3 separate regions of the Zea mays genome follow, and regions 1 and 2 are each linked to region 3. A link is a contact called in public Hi-C data. All regions are on one chromosome and are shown on one strand. The core of a region is the stretch at or near the end of the contact, and the rest is flanking DNA. Distances in the headings are between cores, read along the strand shown. Region 1 has its middle 31 kb from the start of LOC100285616. Region 2 holds the start of LOC100285616 (calcineurin B-like protein 4). Region 3 holds the start of LOC100278412.

Region 1 (3,579 bases), core at 994-3,493, 220 kb before region 3:
ACACAATATTCACTGAATTCATTAGAAAGGTACTCCTCTCCTCTACCGGACTTAACCCGTTTAATTTTCTTCTCTAGTCAGTTTTCTACCTCTGTATTGTAGATCTTAAAACAATTAAGTGCATCATCTTTTGTTTTTACAAGATAGAGCTAACAATATCTAGTAGAATCATCAATAAATGTGATAAAATATTTCTTTGCTCTAGTGAAAGTTCCATTAATTTCACACAGATCAGAGTGAATGAGATCTAGAGATGCCAGGATCTTCTCTTCCACGCTCTTAAAATGTTTACATGGTTGCTTAGCTTGCAAACAAGCATGTCATGTTTGCATTGTACAATGTACTGTTTGTAGAGTGGAGTTTGAAATAGGAGACGTGGATGATTAAACCGCTGGAGATAGTTTAAGGCCCCGATTAAATGCCTAGAGCTAATAGTTACCTAGCTAAAAAGTTGCTAGTAGAATAAGCTGACTAACAAATAGCTGGCTAACAATTAGTTAATTTTAGCTGGGTCAAACCAGCTAATAACTATGGATAGTTGAGATTATAGCTAATAGTTAGTTAGACTATTAACTTTAGTGCATTCAAACATGACTTAACTTGATTTGGATTCAATTAGTCGAGCGTTGGCACATGAACTCCATGTGAAGATTTTGGGGTTTCGAGCGCTTCAGAATTGTTTCTAGACGTACATAGGCCATTTATCTATCTTGAAGGATATATTTTTTAACTGACTTCCATCTAAACCCTCCTCTCACCGTCTACTCAGTCTATGAAGGCTGCAGCGGTGGCGTGCAAGGAAATGTGTGTGAATTGAGATTACAAACTTTGTATCTATTGAGTATCATATTGGCATCTAGGTATACACTGACGGTCTGTGTCCTTGCTACTAGATTAAAACAGGCAAGAGTACTTATCACATACGTGATTATACTAACCATTCTATGGGAATTTGTTGGATCTCCCCTAAAAACTGGTCCAGACCTTATCCCCTATAAATATATAGGGGTATGGTCGATTGAGTTTAGTGTATGTAGTCTTGTACCTATATTTTGTACTTAAAATCAATCCTTGAGTTTAGTGTTGTACCTACCCTAATTAATTGGTGAACCGGTGAAAGTTGGATTTTGTTAAAAAAAGGTTTTTACATTGTTAAAGTTGCATGGAAAAGCTAACGAGTCTTCATTTCGTCTTCAATGTACTGTAAAGGGGTAGGCCTTATGTTTCCCCACGTTTTTGTTTTGCAACTACCCGAACTTTCGAATTAATGATAATAAATATAGATATACATACAAACTATACACACTATATTTATAGGTTAATTAATTTGAATTACACTATATTTAGACATATATACACACTTTATTTAGTGTATATAGACATACATACACACTAAATAAAATGTCTAAAACGAATTATATTTTAGGATGAATAGAATAATACAAATATGAAAGTATTCTTTTGGAAATAGTTCATGCATTTTCACATTTTTTGGCAATTTTTCACCTAAACCTAGCTAGAGAGAGAGAAACGTCCATGAAGGTTCCAAACAGAGTTGAAAAATTACGGAGACTCATAAGTTATACTGTATGAACATATTTTTGCATTAGTTTTTTTTTGTAAATTAAAGGCTAGTTTAGTAATCCCATTTTTAAAAGAATTTTTCATTTTACCAAGAAAAATTAGATCATTTTCTTTAGAAAAATAAAAATTCCTTAAAATGTAATTGGCAAACTAGCTCTAAGAAAAAGATTCGGACATGTACATGTCTACCACTAGTGAGTTAAAGTCTCGAAAGTCGTAAGCGAGCATAAAGATTGTCCAAATGGCCGGCAAGAAAGGAACAATACACGTATTTGCTTGATCGGTCAAGTAACAGTGACAGAGCTTGATGCAAGGAAGATGCACGTGGTTCACACCGCGTCTAGGGATGGAGACTGATATCCAGATATCCTAAACATATTGTATCTGTATCTGTTTTTATTATAATAAAAAATTATAGATAAGCGAATAATTATATATTATTTTCAAAATCATGTAGATATCTACGCTCAAGGTATCCGTTTTACATTAGTATTCGATAATATTCAAGTTCGAATTGGAATTCAGTGTAAATCCTCTATCGGGCTCGGGCAGGCCTACCAAATAAAAGCATCCATTGACATCGTCCTGTCCTCGTCCCGGCTGCACTGCATCCCACCACCCGCCACCCGTGCTGTCCGCCATCACGAGCGTGCTGTCAGGCTCCGGCACACGTGTCTCTATCCGTGCGGCTGAGGCCTGGGCCCTAGACGACGACACAGTGATCCATAGTTTAGTAACCGGGAACTAGGAACTTAACCACGTTCCTCGTTCCGGAAACGTTCGTTCCGTTCCGGGAACGTGAGAACAATCTCATTTCAGTAGTGTTAAATTCTAGTTTTAGTAGCGTATCGCGTACCACTTCTTGTTCCTCGATCCCAACTATCGGGAACCTGGTTACTAAAGATCCATACGATACGGGGTGTGTCGCCAGGTTCGTCTTGTCCGCCTCAGTCTCTTGTGCGTGCTGACTTCCGATTGGCTATGTATACAGTATGTAATCATCACTCCTCACTCCGAGGCACAGAAGGCCACTCGATCGTCCATTTGTTTTTATTCGTCCTGTTCAGGCTTGCCCATGCTGTCATGCGCCTGCGAGCTGCAAGCCTGCAATGCTGCATGCTGGATCAAATTAAGTGCGAAGTAGGAGTAGGCTATCCTTGAAGGATCAGTTTGGATTCATGATTCCCTGTAGAGATTAGAGGGAATTGAGTAAGAAATAAGTTCATTTTCTCATTAATACTACTCCTCAATTTTCATAGAAAATTAGTGTATCCAAACTAGCCCTAATTATCTACTAGGTGAGTACCCGTGCGTTGCAACGGGAACATATAATAACATAATAACTTATATACAAAATGTGTCTTATATTATTATAAAAAATATTTCATAATCCATTTGTAATCCTAGCCATACATAAATTTTGTTATTTTAATTTAGTTGTTTCACTACTCCATTGCAACCATCAGTATCATGCAGACTTTGATATATGCCACGATTTGCATGGTCTCATTATTGAAGAGCACGTGTCACACCTGCCGGTAGAAGTTCTCTCGTACATTGTCAGTCATCAGGTACGCACCACCATACACGCTTGCTTAAACAAAAAAACAAGTGTATGTGTTTGCGAAGAGAATTAAAGGCAGGCCGGCACAAAAGCTACCCTGACGATGGCGAGTGGTCATTGTTGTCGGTCCTCCTCTGCGTCACCTCTGGTACCAAGATGATGCCATAGTCCTTGATATAGTAGTCGTCGAACGCGCATGACATGGCGAGTGCCGATGACTCTTGGCTGGGCTGCCAAACGAAGTGCACCCCGGGCTCATCAGCGAGGTAGTACACCTAGTCGTTGCACCACCGGATGTGCTACTCTTCTACATAAATCTTGTTCGAGGACACTCACACAACGTCAGCAACGACCGTCGTCCTAGCGCACAAGAATTCATGGCCGGTCAGTAGTGACTTACGTGGGAGGTTGAGCTTCAGGTGGATGATGAG
Region 2 (3,422 bases), core at 103-2,602, 250 kb before region 3:
GCAACACGTCGTCGTCAGATCAAGCCGCCCAGTCATGTGCGGTGCGGGTAATTAATGTTCTTTAGAAGTACCGGGTTTTTAATTACTTGAGGTATGGGAGCGTCATGTTCTTTAGAAGTGCCGGGTTTTTGCTCGCGAACACCTTCCATTCATCAGGATCTATCTTCCCGTCGCCGTTCATGTCCGCTTGCCTGAAAGTCTGCAGGAAAAAAAATTGGTTAGCATGCCGTAAAAATCCATATATTCATGTTCTTTAGAAGTGCTCAGTGGCGTGGACAGACTGTACCTGATCCACGATTTCTTCGACGGCGTCGTCGGAAAGAAGTAATTCTGATTCGTTCAGAATGGCCAGCACCATTTCCTTCAGCTGAATGCATGAATGGACGTTTAATTTGGAGAAGAATTAAGAGTCAGTTATTAACGAAAGCTAACATAGTTTTAAGCGATTCGAAGAAGATTAATGGCACAGACCTCTTCGCGTCCAATGAATCCAGTGCCTCTCAGATCGTACAGCCGAAACGCAACTGAAATTAGGAAGAAATTATATTCCTTAATTAGGAGGCCAGGCAGACGACAGAGAAGGAACGAACGTATATATATATGGCAGCTAGCTAGCAGAGAGTGCATCTTATTACAGGCGATCTTTTCTTCCACGGGCGTATCTGGGTGGAAAACGTCGAGGGAGCGAACGAACTCCCCGAACTCAATCACTCCGTTGCGCTTCAGGTCGAACAGGTCAAATATCTGCGCATATTAATTTACAGCTTACATGACAGGGAGAACACAAGATATATAAAATTCTAAAACAAAAAAAAACTGTAATAATTTGCATGAAATAATTAATGAAGCAGGCCGGTAGCTGACCCGATCGGCGAAAAGGTTCCTCTTGTTACTGTTCCGGAAGAGAGCGAGCTGGAACTCCTCCTTGTGGATTAGGCCGTCTTTGGTTATGGAATAGCTTATCCTCTTGTACAGCTCGTAGAGGGCCTCCACTTCGTTGACAGAAACTGCAACAGGGGTATGGTAGAGAACTACGTACGTGAGGCGAACAGATCGATGATATAAAAAAAACGCAGGAGTGTGTGTTCAGGTTCGGTTCTTACACGTGGTCTCTCTAGCTAAGGTGTTGGGATCCTCGTATCCCTGAGGTCGTCGTCTGGACTCCTTGGAGGACACACACCCCATGCAAACCAACTCTCTCGCCCTCTCTCTCAAGACGGATTACAGTGTCGATCGAGAAGCACCAAGCCAAAACAGAGGAGAGAGGCTGGCATGCATGCATGCATTAGCTAGCAACAACAAGAGGAGGCCGAAAATCAAAACACACTAAGCACACTTAGGCGACTCACTCACCCCCCCCCCCCCCCCGCTCAGTCGCTCCGATTTTGGTGGCAGCCGCCGGTGCAAATGGACGTCGTAGAAGAAGAGACAAGCAAGCCCGTATATGTAATGTAGCTGTGGCGTGTAGCCTAGTACTATAGACAAACATTATTACTACTAGTGCCTGCCGACAGGCTGGGCGAGCGTTGACATGCATACCGGTCGCTCTCGCACATCTACAATTTTCCAACCCATCACTACCTCACCGGCCAAATATTCTATATTGTGCATAATCACGTACGGCCTAGTAGTAGTTTAAGTTTGTTTTCGTAGCATTCGTACGTGTAGCCGAGATGCAAGTTGTGTAGACGTGTATATATATATATATATATATGACAGGTATAACGGGAGCCCTAGGCTTCCGATATTAAAGGAAGCCCAGGTCGGATCCCGAGGTCTGGTCGATGGAACAGGCGCACCTGTGTTTTAACGTGGGGCTGAGAGGCGGCATGCAGGTTAGACGACGGCGCCGTGACGCGGTTGTTTGAATGGTAAGGGGGTTGCGTGGAATTAAAGGGAATAGATACCACATGCAAACGTGATTACTGCGATACGTGGGCGCGTAAATTATGGATCTTGCATGGTAAGTAATGTGCGGAAGGTTAACAAAAATGAAGCATAAGATGTTAAAAGATATGGCATAAAACCGAAACGGCATAATAGATGCATAAACAGTATATACCGATTGGCGTAAAACGTTGTGTCATTGTGCGTAAATTTTATATTATGAATTATAGTTTGACAAAGACGTCGCCATAATATCGGGACGGTTTCGGAAATAATGGAGAGACCCTGTAAACGTGGATGCGGTTACTTTTATAGTATCCGAGATTTACTTTCATTCGGAAAAAGGACCACTAAGCCTGCAAAACTCATCGGAGTTGGAGATGGCCGGCTCTGGAGGGTCGCCGGCAATGGAAGGAGATGGCGTTCGTCTTGATCCAGAGACAGAGGGAGGAGTTGGTGGTAACTCACTGGTGACACCACCTCTGCTCTAATGGGTCCTGAGATCGCCGAGATGAGCATAGGGGAAGAAGGAGAACAAAGGGTTCGACCTCCTATGTCCAATATTAGCTCCAGGGAGATGGATACGCCACAGATACTGCGTTCACATGTAAGTCAATCGCTGTATTTGATTATTGATTGATTATATTGTTGTGAACATATTCCATGGTGCAAACAACAATGACAATGAAATAGCAGGCAAAAGACATTGATCCAACTATAGTGCCAACGGTAGGGATGACTTTCAAGGATGTTGATGATGCATATAAATTCTATAAAAGGTATGCATATGAAGTTGGATTTCCACTGAAGAAATACAGAGAGAAGACATTCAGTAAGTGGATAAATTGTTCACGTGAAGGTAAAAGTGCAGCAAAATCAAATGATACACCTAGGATGAGGAATAGATCATTAGGGCGTACGCAATGCAAAGCTGGAATAAAATTAAAAAAAAATATATGATGATGAAAACAAAATGGTTGTAGCTACAAAAATTGAACTGGTAAACTTGGAGCATAACCATGAGTTCATAACTGACGAAGCAGAGAAACAACATTTACGTTGCAACAAAATTAGGGATGTTGAGTTCATAAATTTTGTTGATGCAATGCATGATAGCCGAGTGCCGCAGCATTGCATAGTTGATTTTATATCAGAAATGCATGATGGGCCGGAGAACATACCGGTAACTGCTCAAGATCTGAAAAACATGTAAGCAATACTTTTTTGTTTCATGTGTATATATCAATAGCCATGAATATTACTAAAGTAAATGTGTGTGTAATAATTTTTTGTGCAAACAAATGTAGGAGGGCAGCAAGGAGAAGAGAAAACTGCTCAAATGATGTAGCCAAACTTTTGGCTTTCTTTAGAGAATGCAAGAAACAGAATCCACAATTTTTTTTGTGATTTCCAGCTAGACAATGATGGGAAAATAGTGAGTATTTTTTGGTCACACGCAAGTATGCAGGGGGAATACGCAGATTATGGTGATGCTGTGACATTTGATACAACACACAAGACAAATATATATGATA
Region 3 (3,352 bases), core at 742-3,241:
ATTTTCTCGAGAATTCTGGTTCTTGTAGCTCCAACGAAAGTTGCAGAGCCTTTCACCGCAGCCTACATTCCCATCCTTTGACGATTGGTGGTCTGATGCAAGTTCCAAGGTTGATGAGGAGGTTAGACAGGGAATCGATTTGATGATCATCTTGGGAGCTTGGTCTATTTGGAACCTCCGCAACTGTGTGTTTTTGATAGAGTATCACCAAGTTTATCCTTGATCATGGTCTACGTTAAAAATGAGTTTAAATATTGGGTTTTAGCTAGGGCATGTGGTATTTCTCACCTCACTGCCCTTCCATCTAAGGAAGTCAAGATCAGATTTCTTTTTGGGTTGATCTTGGTCGGTTTCCTTTTTCTTTTAGACCATTGGGGAGAAAGGGAGGGGGTCCCTAGCGTGGGTTGGTCTTGAACATTGCTTGTGTTGTTTGTAAGAGGGTTCTCTACCCATTTTATTCTTCTTCATCCAACGGTACGCAGCCCTCCTACGTGTTTGAGGAAAAAAATACAATAGCAGCCTTGGCTTCTGGGGAAAGAAATAAAGATCAGAACATGCCTTGACCTTTTGACCCTGGTGTGTGGAAATCCACATATTGATTTCCTCACATGTCATGGATCTCACGATTACGTCGAACCACTCTTTTTGCATTATAAAAGGACATGACATCAGAAGAAATCAACAACAATTGACAACATATCTTAATTTGAACATTGTCAGAGATATAAAAATATATGTCAAAAGCCACATATATTATCTTCCTCTTTTAGCATTACATAATTTTATGTACTTTTTAATTACACCATAAGAATACATTAAAAATAATGTGAATCTAGTTCTTGGGCTGGCAATACATAATCAACCCCACTAGCTATAGTAATGGTTACAGTTTTGATCAACATCATGATAATTTTGCGTTAATACAAAAACCCCTGTTCTGGACTTTATTCAGCTCCCACATATAGGGCGCAAGTAGCCCATTAGGTTCCAGGATGTACTAGGTTGGCTAGTAGATTAGGAAAGAGAGAATAGGAAAAGTCAATTCGAGTTAGAATTTAGAAACTGAGAGTGTCCCAACTCCGAGTTATAGCCCTATGAGGGTTTGGCCATCTTGACTAAAAAGGCCAGCCTGCAATGTGATAGATCAAAATCAAGCACGAAAAGGAATTAATCCACTCTTTTTCCAAAATACCAATTGTCATTTCCCAAACTGATCTAGTTTGTCTATTCTAAATCCAGTGCTCATTGAGTTGCCAGCCATGCGCACCTGTATTCAAGAGGTGCCCACAGCAGGCAGATAAATATCTAAACAATCACAATCTTTACAATCCTGGTATGGGTGGTTTCTCGATCCGCACACTCAAAGAATTCATCTTCAGACAAATGACAGACTAAGAATATCTATTGTATTTATCATCAGCACTACAAATGTAATTGTCGAATCCGCATACTCAGAATTGAGATGCAATTTCTCAATAGCCAAGACAAATCTATAAAGGCATAATTGTAATTTTGATCTAGCCGAGCCCGCCACAGCCAACAAACAAATAATTTTCCTTATTTCCTATCCGTTATTTCAACTCAACCACTCAAACGTTGGGAGAACCGAAAGAGGGTCGAAATAGCGTCCTACCAGTGGGCGCAGAAATGATGGCGCCACGGGAGCGGCGGAGGCGGCGGCTGAATGAGAGGATGGTAGCGCGGGCGCCAGGGGAAATGGGCAGCCCGGCGGGCGACGGTGCCTGGCATGGGGAAGCAGACGAGGTGGTGGGCATCGCCATGGCGAATTCGAGGATGAGGCAAGCGTTTGCGCTTCGTATCGTATATTTACTAGGGTTTAGCAAAAGTGTGGCTGCGGACTGCGGACTGCGGACTGACGGCTCATGGCAGGCACGGCGCGCGCGTGGCGCTTGCTCGTCCGGCAGCCACAGCCCACAGAGGCAGATTTCGGCATGGGCGTGGTCGACGGCGCGCGCGTGCCGCCTCCTCACTGGGCGGAGATAGGGTTATGCTAAGTGTGCCTGGGCGGGTTGGGTTGGGCCAGACGTTACGGAGATCCATGAGCCTGATCCATCTGGAAAAAAAAACATGCCACAATACAGCCAGCCGAAAAGAAATGTATCTCATCTGTGTTACCGTATACTTTCCACCTGAGCGAATTTCGTATTTGAATTTCTCTCTCTCTTCTATCTCTTCTATGTCTCTGTCTCTATTTCTATCTTTATTATATTAAAACACCAGTTTTAATGGTCGTTCCATGTCATCTTAATACAAATAATTCCTCACATCTATTCTATTTCAAATTAACCAGCTGCATTCTATTTCAAATTAACCAGTTGCACGTCAATCCCTTCCGTGTAACCCTGGCCTAGGCACCGCACGATGGCTTGCTGACCGTGTCGGGCTGGCCCGTTAGTCTGTTGGTCCATTTGGTTAAATTAGCGTAAAATATCTCTATCTATATCTCTACTATATTAAATCACCAGTTTCAACGATCGTCTCGCGTCATCTTTTTACAAAAATAACTCCTTGTATTTTTTTAAAATCAACCCGCGGTATCATATCTCATCTCTATCCTATTTGTTCGCACAACAGCATTCTCGCATCTGTCGCTCTAGCAACAAACTCCGTCCATTTTGCAACAACCTCCGCCCGCTTCTTCCGTCATTGCACCGCCACCAGCGAGGAGGATTAGGGCGCTTGCCTCCGAATAAGGATGCTCACTAGGTAATAAAAGTTGCATCGAGTCCAGCCAACTTTGAACCTCTTCGTCGCGCAAAAGGGACTAGGAGCCCATCTTCTAACTCACTCGTCTTCCGCTTCGACGCGAACTCCACTCTGCTCCTCCCATCCCATGGGCGACACGACATCAACGGTAGATCTACCTAGCGTGCGCTTCGTCTGGTCACAATTATTCTCGTCGGATCTATTATTGGTAGAGATCGCTCTAATTGTCGTGTTTTTTGCAGGGGACGTCCAATGACCAGGACACAAGCTTCTCAAATAAGCAAGCCAAGCTGCTCAAGACGTAGAAGTCTGCGTCCGAGCTTGACCATCTAGCCAGTTCGTTTTTCCACTCATACCCTTTGTTTCTCAATTTGGCTGTAATGAGCACACAATACTTTAGGGATATATATAACTGTTGTCTGTAAGGGCTTCCTTTGATCTAACGATTTTGTGCTTGGTAGGTGGATACGTCAAAGGTCAAGTTGGACGTGATGAGGCCCTGGATTGCCAAACGGGTTAATGAGCTACTTGGGTTTGACGTATATTTATGGTCCATGCAGAAGTAGTTATATTTTTATTGTTTGATATGTGATATTCTAAAGGCAAAAGAAAGTATGTATTTCCG

The links. A called contact is a pair of places that touch in the nucleus more often than the background predicts.
Region 1: a Hi-C map of leaf shows a contact between it and region 3, with 5 times the contacts expected there. The contact joins the enhancer-like site here to the promoter of LOC100278412 in region 3. A contact is called at or near these places in 2 of 25 Hi-C or Micro-C datasets (leaf and tassel).
Region 2: a Hi-C map of leaf shows a contact between it and region 3, with 4 times the contacts expected there. The contact joins the promoter of LOC100285616 here to the promoter of LOC100278412 in region 3. A contact is called at or near these places in 6 of 25 Hi-C or Micro-C datasets (endosperm, leaf and tassel).

The regions. Positions count from the first base shown.
Region 1 is chr4:227,484,700-227,488,278 of Zm-B73-REFERENCE-NAM-5.0, reverse strand. No RefSeq gene overlaps it. Among protein-coding and RNA genes, the nearest start is that of LOC100285616, 31 kb to the left of the region's middle. Within about 2 kb of position 2,243, at least 17 of the 20 cell types and tissues checked have an H3K27ac peak or open chromatin away from gene starts, as enhancers often do. A contact at or near this core is called in leaf and tassel, where this site is marked.
Region 2 is chr4:227,514,945-227,518,366 of Zm-B73-REFERENCE-NAM-5.0, reverse strand. LOC100285616 (calcineurin B-like protein 4) reads right to left here and starts at 1,352. Exons shown (of 7, transcript NM_001158507.2): 1 at 1,104-1,352; 2 at 865-1,007; 3 at 636-744; 4 at 472-524; 5 at 287-367; 6 at 87-199. The coding sequence starts at 1,185.
Region 3 is chr4:227,268,335-227,271,686 of Zm-B73-REFERENCE-NAM-5.0, reverse strand. It overlaps LOC100278412, which reads right to left and starts at 1,991. Exons shown (of 6, transcript NM_001371710.1): 1 at 1,634-1,991. The coding sequence starts at 1,781.